2 separate regions of the Rattus norvegicus genome follow, and region 1 is linked to region 2. Evidence: chromatin contacts called from public Hi-C data. All regions are on one chromosome and are shown on one strand. The core of a region is the stretch at or near the end of the contact, and the rest is flanking DNA. Distances in the headings are between cores, read along the strand shown.

Evidence for each region. A called contact is a pair of places that touch in the nucleus more often than the background predicts.
Region 1: a Hi-C map of psoas muscle shows a contact between it and region 2, with 1.9 times the contacts expected there. The contact joins the promoter of Mast4 here to the enhancer-like site in region 2. A contact is called at or near these places in 2 of 12 Hi-C or Micro-C datasets (mammary epithelial cells and psoas muscle).

What each region holds. Positions count from the first base shown.
Region 1 is chr2:36,213,474-36,219,243 of GRCr8, reverse strand. Mast4 (microtubule associated serine/threonine kinase family member 4) reads left to right here and starts at 1,649. Exons shown (of 29, transcript NM_001421273.1): 1 at 1,649-2,273. The coding sequence starts at 1,917.
Region 2 is chr2:36,093,677-36,099,421 of GRCr8, reverse strand. The region is part of intron 1 of Mast4 (microtubule associated serine/threonine kinase family member 4); the gene reads left to right. Among named protein-coding and RNA genes, the nearest start is that of Mast4, 120 kb to the left of the region's middle. Within about 2 kb of position 1,716, at least 28 of the 93 cell types and tissues checked have an H3K27ac peak or open chromatin away from gene starts, as enhancers often do.

The DNA of each region.
Region 1 (5,770 bases), core at 400-2,899, 120 kb before region 2:
CTGTGCGCTCTTCAGCCTCTCCATCACCACTTAGCTAAGTCTCCTGAAAGTCCTTTTACCTCAGCAGGTCTTCTGTCCCTTTGGATCATTCTGAAGTGTCACAATGTAACTCTGACAGCTGTCCACAGCCAGAGGGTCACATCCTACTGCTTCCCTCTTCAGAGGCAGTCCGAAAGTGTTCAGGACAAAGCCGCCTGTCCAGACTAGATGAGCCACCCCCCACCCCGCCCCCATTATCACTTGTAAATACTTCGGCAGTATAAAAGGGCTCATTAGCCAACGGGGCTTTCAACTCCAGTCTTTTTCTTAAGGACCCTTGGCAAAGCTGTTCTGACAGAGAGAAATGTAAAAATCTGGAGGACTCCTCGGCTTGAAGATCTGCAATGGCTTCGCTGTAATTCTTCCTCTCTCCTCCCACGGCACATTGTAGCACTTACCAGAGCTTTTAAACATGAATAATGAGGCGGTATTATGCAATATCAATCTCTTCCCCGACCACAAGCTCCTCAAGGGCAGGGGACCTGCCGTATTCATCTTTGTATCCCCTGCAACCAATTGGCACACATCTCAATCAACGTCTGTGGAATGGAAGCTGGCTGAATTTATACCTCGGGTCACGGTGTGGAGCTCAGACGGGTCTGGAGCTGAAGGCAAGTAGGAATCATTTATTTCTCGCTGCCTAACTCCGCACTGGCTTCCCAGCAGATCCAAGCCACTACAAAGGTTAAGGTGATTGTGTGGGTGCTTTTGTGGAAGATCTTTCTCCTTCCTTGTTCTTATAGAAAAGGAACATGAAGCCCCAGGTCCGCCGCGGTGTGGCTATCCAGGGCTAGAGAAAGCCAGTTAGAGGGATGTGTCTTAAGCCCAGCGGCAGAACCGCAAGAGATGCTAAGAGCGTTCTTATCAATAAGCATGGTCCTAAACAGCATCAGCTGTTTTCTTCCTTTGTCACAAGAGTGTATCTTTGACTTAACTTTAGTTTCTAAACAGAAATACAGAAAATCATCTTTGGAGACCTTGGCTTGTGTCCAAGCCGAGAACTCTGCTGACACTTTATTTTGCTGTAGCCTTATTACCAGACAACATCAGCGTTCATGTTTCCCTTTACAATTGAGGAAACTGAGGCCCAAGAAGTTTAACCAGAAAAGGTGTTGGAGATGGGCTGCGTTTAGATCCCCTCTCTCCACCACGGACTTCGCTCTCTGCACACGGCTGGGAGCGTGAGTTTGCGCGTGACTGGCCGTGCGCTTCGGTTTTCACGTGAAGTTTGCCCCGTGCCCAGTTTTCCCGATTTCACTTTTTGGAGATTAAAGTCTGGTTCTCCAAGGTCTCATCTCACTCAGCCATCTCCCTCCCTCGTCCCAAGGACAGACGGCCACTCCCCCACCCAGTTCGGAGTCCCAGCCAGGGTTAAGTCCGCGGGTTCCACGCCTGCCCTGCCGAGTCCCGCGCCGTGGGGCTGCCGGGCGCACCGGGAGCTCCCGCGGGATCGGGTGGCCCGCGCCTGGCCCCACCTCCCCTACCTGACGCCCGCGCGGCCAGCGGCTCCGCAGCCTCCGCCCACCGGCGCGCCTGCGCTGCCATTGGCTCCGCGGGCTGCCCGTCTCCTCCGCTCGGTCCCGGAGGCAGGTTTAGCGGGAGAAGCCGCAGTCCCGGAGGCTCGGGCGCAGCGCGGAGCGCCGATCGCGGCGGGCATGGCCCCGCGCGCGGGAGTCCATGTCAGCAGCCGAGCCCCGGCAGCCGTGAACTTGGCGACTTGCTCCTGCGGCCCGGCCGCTGTCATGTAGTCGCCGGCGGCGCTCCCCGCAGCTCGGGAGCCGCAGCGCGATCCAGACACAGCGGAGCTGCCTGGGCTTCTCCGGGAGGCGCCGAGCGCGCCGCCACCCCTCGGGCGGCACTTTGGGCCGAAGAGGGACATGGGGGAGAAAGTTTCCGAGGCGCCGGAGCCCGTGCCCCGGGGCTGCAGCGGCCTCGGCACCCGGACCCTAGGCTCGCCGGCGGCAGCCGTGTCCTCCGAGGGCGCTTCCTCAGCGGAGTCATCCTCTGGCTCGGAAACTCTGTCGGAGGAAGGGGAGCCCGGCCGCTTCTCCTGCAGGTCGCAGCCGCCGCGGCCGCCGGGCGGCGCCCTGGGATCCCGGCTGCCCGCCGCGTGGGCTCCCGCGCGCGTGGTGCTGGAGCGTGGAGTTCCTACCCTGCCGCTGCCGCCCCCCGGAGGAGCGGTACTGCCCGTACCCCGGGTCAGCAGCGCATCCCAAGAGGAGCAGGATGAAGAGGTGGGCTCAGTCTATCCTATCCCGCTCCCTCCAGGTTCCCACTGTAGGGACCCCTTAGATCCCGTTGCGTGTGCGCCGGTGTCTTGGAATGGGGAGGGAACTAAAGGTGCCACAGCCTGGGAGAGTGACGGTCGGGAGACTCTGTGGGTCCTTGACTTCTCGTGCTTGTCCTCGCACGCTTATCTACTTGGGCTACCCGACGGTGTGCTTTGGAAATGTCACTGAGATGATGGGTCCTCAGCGATTGGATGTGATCTGAAAGCTTGGCTTGAATCCACAACTCAGATTCCGACTCTTAGTCATGGGAATCGCTAAGCACTGAGGTCTTAGATGGAGCGGGAGACCCGGAGCGTTTGACGCTGGTGGGAGTAGTGGCTGTGGAATTGTATCTTGCAGTGTCAGAGATCAGAGAACGCTGGAGTCGCTGGAGGGTGGGTGGTTTGGTCTTTACACCTTTCATCCTGGGGAAGAGGAAGATTCTCCATGCTAAGCCCGCCCGCATGACCTATTGGTGTCCAGAGGAGCTCTGTCACCATACCAGATAGGATGTGCCTTATCTTGTTCAGAGGACTTTGTCCAGCCTCGTTTCTTCGAAGGCTGTGCGTCTAAAAACTGTGGGTTTTTGTGACCCACTAGGTTTGTTTGTTTGTTTCTTTCTTTCTTTCTTTCTCTCTTTCTTTCTCCCTCTTTCTTCCTTTCTTTCTCTTTCTTTTTTTCCCCTCTTACTTTGGAAGACTTGGAAAGGAAGATTCTCCAAGTCTTTGAGATTGTTTGCATTGGACATTTCTTGTGGGAGAAATCGTCTTGATCAGACAGGACCATAAATAAAACATGATCCTAGCATAGTCTCCGTGTGAAATTAATTCCACAGTGCCAGACTGGTATTTTCCTGTCTCTGTCGGGGGTTAGTGCTAGGAAACAATTGCCTTTGTCCCTAGAAGAAGTAAACAGAGCCTAGGGTCCTGGCTTTAGCCCCCTGGGTGTCCAGCCTGGAAATCTCAGGGCTGCATCGTGCACACAAGGCTAGCAGAGGCAAGTGACAGCCTAGTAAAGATGGAAGGAATCTTGGCTGATGGTTGGCCAAGTCTCTGGCCGTAGCCCTGACCCCTTTCTGAATGGCTGTGGGATTTCAGGGATCTCAGGCAGGCGTCTGGAGATTGGCTTTCCAGAACTCTTCGGCTCCTGAGTTGAGACCTGGGTGCGTTTCATTCCTCAGGAGTTCACTTCTGTAGTCAAAAATGGAGAATTTCAAGTTTAAGTGCATTCCCACACAAGTGCTGTTTCCGACCTGGAATTTTGGATAGCTCTAAGTTCCAGATTGAGTTTAGTCATAGTTCAGGAGTTTGCTGAACAACACACCCATCCTAGGAGATGGTGGAGAGTAGTGCTGTCTCCTGGGTGCATCTTTTGGTGGCTCTGGGTAAATGGCTGTCCTAATCTAATGATTCTGTATAGCTAACATGGCACACAAGAGGTCTTGAAGGTGTGGGGGATGGGAGTGGGTAACTTCTCATTCTTGATCCTGATTTATCACCTCAACCCTGGGTGACGGTGTCTTACTTTCTCCGAAGTGGATATAGTGAGATCTCATTTCCCAGGCAAGGCAGTGAAGGTTGGTTGATTGAAACATATTTTGTGCCTCCCAGTAGGATGGCCTAGTGATTTTGGACATTGTTTTTGGAAGTTGAAAATTGGATATAAACGGACAGGTCCACAATTTGTGGCAAGACCTAGCCTAACACAGGATGATGGAGTACAGTCTTGACTTGCCCTGGGAATTTTGAGGCAAAACTGAAGAAAGTCATGTGGCTCCCTGCCCCCTAGCAGCAGAAAATGTTAAAACTTAAAACTTGATGTGGGGGTGTGAAAGTTCACGGACACACACTGGCGCTGATGTGTTTACTGCATGGAGTTGTGGGATCGTGACTTTTGTGGAATTTCGGCTCTGAGGAATTAACAAAAACTCTTACCCACTTCCTTAGGAAAAGCATATACTTTAAATTGCCATGCCAGAAGGTTCAGAAACCAAAGACTGAAAACACCCTCTTTCGTGGAAATACCTGGGGTTGACTTCTGGTTCTGTCACATTGACGAAGTGTGCTCACAGGACGCTTGACTTCTGTTGGCCTCAAGTTTTCTCACCTCTTAAATGGGAGTAAGAGCGACAGCAGGAGAGACCTTTTGTACACACCTGTGCACATCATCTGATTTAATCCCAGCATGGTGGCTGATATTGAGTACCATGTAAATATCATCGAACATTAACCTTTACGCTTATTGCTTATAAAATATTGTGAAATTGAACCTCAAGGTTGGGCCGACTTGTTATTTCACTTTGAGAGAATCTGAGCTTTTGTTCCCGTTCTTAAAAGATTTATCATTTTTAAATAGCAGGTGCGCTTGTGCATTTATAATGGTGGTGGGTGCCCATGAGAGCAAGTGCTGTTGGAGTCCAGAGGGGGGTTGTCCAATCCCTGTGCTGGAGTGACGAGGAGCTGTGAGCCACCTGATGTGGGTGCTGGGTACTGAACTCTGGTCCTCCTTAAGAGCAGCGGCTGCTCTTAGCTGCCAAGGCCTTCCTCCTGCCCTCAGCTTATTCCCCCTCTACTGAAATAAGTTGGGGAGGGGTTCTTTCTCTTCATCTCAGGCCAAGCGCCTGGTGGTAGTTTTAGTTATACTATAGCAAGGGCCCAGACTAAAACACTAAAAGGCTTCAGAGCAACTTACAGTGTGGCAAGGCATTCATTTCTGTTTTAAACTGCTGTGTAGCCTGGGAGATTAATTCCCCCCACCCCCAAATTTTTTTTTAAAAATGCCAACTCACTGTATTTGTTTTTTAAATGCAAAGAAATTCTGGTTCCTGGCCTATTACTCCAGGGCATTTATTTATTTATTTATTTATTTATTTATTTATTTATTGTCTCGACAACCTTGTAAAAGCCCTTTTGAAGGTCACAGTGTTTATCTCGTAGTCTGTCTCACATGTAAACGTGAAGTCCTATACGATCCAGTCAGACCTGTGGACATTGGTGTCCTAAGAACTAGTTGACTGTTGGCATTGAGAGATTTCTAAAATTTTAATTTGCCTTTACTACCCTATGGTATGGGGATAAAATCTTCATTCTTTCATGCACTGGGCAAGCATTTAGCACTGAGCTACAAAACCAACCATTTTTATACTTAATATTAAAAACACGAGAGTCAGCGCTGATGGGTGACTTATTAAAACAAACTTTCCTCCGCATGTCTTATGTCTTGGGTGCAAGTCTGCAGATGTGGGGTTCTCCATGTTGAGGGATGATACTGAAGTTCTGATTAACATTGTCAGTTGGAGGATTTACCCCCGAGGTTTATGCAATTTGCCCTTTCGCCAACTCACCTAAGCCTATCAGAAAACATAGGTATTTACATTATGATTCATAACAGTAGCAGAATTAGTTATGAAGTAACAACGGAGATAACTTTATGGTTGGGGGGGCGGTCACCACAACATGGGG
Region 2 (5,745 bases), core at 467-2,966:
TTAAATACTAGTGATACAACACTTCAATGCCTGTCAGTTTATTTTTATGAGTAAGAAATTTTAACATCAAAAGGGGGAAGGATAAGATTATTGTGGGAACATTCCTTATTCTATTGAAAAAAAGAAAACTCACTCACTCATGGATATTTGAACCAATTAGAGAAAAGATAACATCCTTATTTAGCAAATTGAAAAAATATACATTGCCAGAAAAAGTATGTTTACGAGTCATTACAAGGTCTGTTAAGCTGCATTGTCTGAGAGTTGCAGTGATAGCTAAATTCACATGAAATTTGCAATACTTATAACCGTTTGGTCATAGGAAATAAAAAGGTTAATTTTTCTAACTTTTGTTGCAGAGAAACACAACACCATGATCAATAAAGACCTCAAAGCATAAAATTACTACATCAGGGTAAAATTCTGTGGCAGAAGTGGGATGAAAATAGACATCGGAGAGGAAAGGAAACTGGAAATACGGGAGGGGAAGAAAAAAGGTCGTTCGTGTATTTTTAAATATCGTAGGTTATGAAATCGGTGATATTTAGACAACAGTGGGCATGTTTAAAAGCTTGAGTAAAAGCAGTTTTGTTTTAAAATGTATTTATATGGTAGTATAATTCTTTGGTTGAGTGTGAGTCAAACCCTTCCACAGACCCGCTCACATCATCTCTCTCCTTGGGGCCATCAACTTGACATCATTAAGCAGTAGCTGAAAGCAGCACGATCGGAACGGATGCTGCCTTTATGGGTTGTAGTATTGTTTTCGCTTTTGGGGCCACTGTAAACAATCCGGCTCTCTCGGTCAACTATCAGTTGGTTCTCAGTGTAGTAAACGAATGTCACGGCTAAAGAAGACATCTACAGGGCATGTCCTGACATGTACACTACTACTAAGTCTGAGGAAAGCAGAGGTTTCCAGAACTCACCATGCTCTTGCTTCCTGGAGGAGCTTGGACTTTGAAGCCTTAGGCTGGACTAGGAGATGTGGCCAGGTACTAAAAGAGTCTTCTCTGTGCCTGGATTTGGAAGCTAGTGAGAAAGAATTCACTTCTGTACAAATGGCTGGCATTCAGACACAGAGAAAGCTGTCTCCTAAGTATTTGAAGGATGTAGGGGGTGGGGAGCGCTTCCTTCTGTAGTCGTTTGAATGTCTCTTTAAGTGATTTTCTTACCTAGGCCAAGGACAAAGTGAATATTTTAATATTTCATAATCGCAGTAGATGCTCGCAGCCAGAAAGCAAAGCCTCCTTTAGCTGCTTTGAGTTCTGAGTCTTTTCTAGTGCATTGTGGGTGAGTAGCATATCCGATGTATTAATTTTGACACGTGGTCACACCCACTGCAGCCTCAGCCGCACGGCCTCTTGGGATCACAAAGCATGGAGTTCAATTTCCCTCAAGTTGGAAAACAGCCTTCAGAAACAAATTTCCCTCTCCACTCTGAGAGTCTGTGCTGTGATCTCCCTTGGGGGAGGTTGTGTAGCATTTAATAGCTCTCCCGAGTGTTCCAGTCTGATGTGTCCCCCTGCCTGGGCCTCAGTTTAGTACTGTGGAGGCTGATCCTAATCTCTCCTCATTTCGTGTTTATAAACCATTCCTAGATGGCTCTCTCTTCCTGCTATGATTTGAATCATCCTTTGGCCGATATTCCCTGTTGAACAGGGTGTTGCTTAAGTGCCGAAGGGAAGCCAAGAGGCCATGAGACTGTGTGCGTAGGCTTGGTTCCCACCACCTCCTGCAGCTGTTCACCCTCCTCTGTCCCTGAGCTCTTACTGGGACATACGGGGATGACATTTCAGCTGGAACAGTGTTTTGTTGCTCTTGGCCATTGTACAGTAGTTCACATCCGGTATGGCTTTTAAAAGTCCTTCCAGAGACTCTCAGAATGTGTGGGTTTAAGTGATGTGACACAAAGCACACAGACTAAATGTATTTAAAGTCAGCCAACCCTGTGAGGAAGCTGTAGGGAAGGGGGGGGGGCGATATTTGGAGAGATAAGTTTTTAAATATACTCTCTGAAGCTTGCCTTAAAGTTTTCATTATTACATTCCTGGGTTATATCGTTTTCTTTTTTTTTTTTTTTTTTTGGTTCTTTTTTTCGGAGCTGGGGACCGAACCCAGGGCCTTGCGCTTCCTAGGCAAGCGCTGTACCACGGAGCTAAATCCCCAACCCTGGTTATATCGTTTTCAAGGTCACGACCAAGGTCCTTAAACCAGGTTCCAGTTCTCTGACCCAGCTCCTGAATTTTATTGGTTGATTACTCTTCCTCCCCAGTTTTGTATTTTTTAAAATGAGTCAGGCTATGTTCCCCAGCCTGGCGTTAACCTTGGGATCCCCTTCCTCAGCCTCTGCGTGGTGGTGTGACAGACAATTGCTACTATGTCTGGCCTCTCAGTCTTTTTAGTTAAGTCATTTTTAGTATCTGCTGAGCCTGAGGCCTCATAAAGACCTGGTCAGCGTGCATAGTCCATACCAAAGCATACCTGTGGCTGGTTTGGTGTGAGGAAGGGGACCTGTCATGGCTGCTCACTCTGCTGGGGTTTTATGACACTATCATGGCTGCCCTGCCTTCTAGCAAGTGCATTTCTAAGAAATGGCCTAAGGCTTGACACACTCCCTTAAAGCTGTCAATCAGAATGCAATTTAAGGGAAGGAAGAGTTCATTTAACATAGAATTCCAGGCTACTGTCTGTCGTAGGAGGGAAGCCAGTGTCAGGAGCTGAGGACACTAAGTACATTGATATTCAAGAGCAGAAGAAGTGAATGCATTCATGCTTGCTTCCTTGTGTTTGGCTGGACTTTTCCACTCCTAAACAGTTCAAGACCCTTTGCCCAGGCATTGGTGCCACCCACAGTGGGCTGACTCTTCCCGTATCAACCAACTGAGGTAAGATAGTTGTCCACAGACATGTTCAAGGCCAACCTAATGTAGATAATTCCTCACTGAGGCTGTCTTTCCAACTGGTCGTAGGTTGGATCAGTTGACAAAGCTCATTATCACAAGCAATGATAACTTTTTTCTTCAAACTGCCATCTGCAGGATGCCATCTTACTGCATGTGATTTGCTGACCGTTTTAGGAATATTTTATTTCTACTTATACATTCATTGGATCATCGTTTCTTGTGCTCTTTTTTCAAATTGTGACATTACAACTATCCTGAGCTATATAAAGTGAAATGGCAAACTCCTTGGTTTCTTTACACCCTAAAATTTTTAATATATTTATTGTGTGAGAATTTCATATATGGATATAATGTTTCAATCCAATCTGCCCTCATTCCCTCTCCCCCAAAGTCTCTTATTACCCCCTCCCACTCACACCCAATTTCACTAGCTTTTTAAAACTGCTCAGTTCACTTAGTGCTGCCAAGTGTGTGTGGAGTAGGGGTAGCCACTGGAGTGCAGACAGCCTACCAGAAGCCACAGCCCTAAAGGAACCTGACTCCTCCCATTTGTTAAAGAACACGCTAATTGTACATTTGAAGGTGGCAGGTCTTGTTTAGACAGTTATTGAGATATGACGGTGCAGCTTCCCTGTCCTAGATTGAAGGTCACTGTCAGCACTGTGTTTACTGTTAACATTGTAGTTACTTGCTGAAGTCCCAATTGATAATCGGTTTTCTCATGACTTGTCTCTCTCCTCCAAGATTTTCTAACTTTTTTGTGCAACATTGTATGTATTTCTTTGAACACGTGTTAGGTCTCCTTTGTTTCTTTGACTATATTCATTTTCTTATTTCTGACATTGTGAAATTTCTGTTTTCTCTCTTTAATGAGCTTTGCAAGAGATTTGTGTAGTTTATTGATCTTTTCCAGGAACAGCTGTTCTCCTCTTTATAGTCTAATCCTTAAATGTCTTTTATCTTTTTAATGATTCTTTTGCTTCTCTTAAGTTTGTTTGGTGGGGGTTCTTTATTTTTTTAGTTTGTTAAGTAGAATAACTTAACTTTTCGTGTATGTGTGTGTATGTGTGTGTGTGTGTGTGTGTGTGTGTGTGTGAGAGAGAGAGAGAGAGAGAGAGAGAGAGAGAGAGAGAGGTGGGTCGGGGAGAGGGACAGGGACAGGGAGACAGAGAATGTGTGGAGGTCAAAAGTCAAGCTCAGGTATGGCTTCTCAGGAGCTATAGAGGAACTCACCACATAGGCAGCGCTGGCTGGTCAGCAAGCCCCAGGGGTCCCCCTGTTTCCATCTTCCTGGCTTTGGAGTTAGAATCTTACTCCACTATGGCTTCTTTATGTAGCTTCTGATAATCATACTGAGACCCGCACGCTTGTGTAGCAAATGGCTGAGCCATCTTCTTACCTCCCCTTACTTCCCCCTTTCCATTTTTATTAACATTTATTAATTGTATAAACTACTGGGCTGCATCATGACATTTTGTACACACACACACACACACACACACACACACACACACACACATATAATATACTTTGAACATCTGTAATCCTCTATTATCAAATTATACCCCTATTCTTTTTCCTGTACCTTCCAACCCTCCTTACACTTTCACATATTATCAGATTGGTTTTTCTTTGGTTATAATTGCCACATGTATACATACATATATAAATATAACCGGCTAAGCCCATTTAGTGTTGCTTCTATGTGTGTAGTTTCAGAGCTGAATACTTGGTATTAGATAACTAAAGATGGGTCTCATCTCTGTGGAAGATCAAGTCTCCCTCTCTCTGCAGTCATTAATTTAATATGGGTCTTGTGGGATTCCCTGAATTTGCACTAGCATCTCAGATAATGTTGCCATTATCCAGGTCTTGTGTAGGCAGCCATGTTGTGGGCATTCTGTGGCTGCAGCGTCCTTGTCCTCTATTGAAGGCATTATCTCACAGCAGATGCTGTGACTCTCTAGCTCTTAAAATCTCTCTGGCCACTCCACTGTGATGGTCCCCAAGACTTGACCGAAGGGATTGTGTTGTAGATGTAGCCACTAGGGTTGGGCACTCTTCAGGCAATTACTCTGCCTTTTGACTAGATTTGACTGTCATGAACCATAACGGAGGGTAAAGGAAGTGTATTTAGAATACAGTTGGGAATTGCACTGGTTTAAGAAAGGGTCAGTAGAAGACTTTCCTCTGTGTTCCATTTTTCCATCTTTTTCTCTCTTTGGGCTTGAAGCATTTCTCTTTCCCTGTCCCATTGGCTGATAAAACTAACTCAGAGGTCCGTGAGGTACAGTCAGAAGAGAGCTCTGAGGAATTGGTCCACTTCTTCTTCCCACTGATATCTTTTTCTCCTATCTTTCTCTCTCCCTGCTTGCTGCCCCAGATGACTCCCTGTGTTTATGGCTAGGTTCGTGCCCTTCTTGTCTGTCCTCTCCTGCTTTTGCTTGCCTGGTCAAAATGTAATCTGATTTCTCTTTTTTGATCATGTGTCTTCATCATGTAGAAACCTTGCTGTCCTCACTTTCTCACAGGTGGCTACAGTTTCATTGTAGTTTGAATTCCTCTGAAGACATTTTTGCTCATCATCTCAAATCCTTCAGCTCCTAGATTAGTGGTTCTCAGTGTGTGGGTTGTGACCCTTTCAAGGTGTTGAATAACCCTTTTTCACAGGATGTCCTGTGTATCAGATGTTTACATTATGATTCATAACAGTAGCAACATCACAGTTATGAAGTAGCAATGAAAATAACCTTATGGTTTGCGTCACCACAACCTGAGAAACATGTACTAAAGGGTCGCAGCACTAGAAAGGTTGAAAATCACTGCTCTACATTGTTCC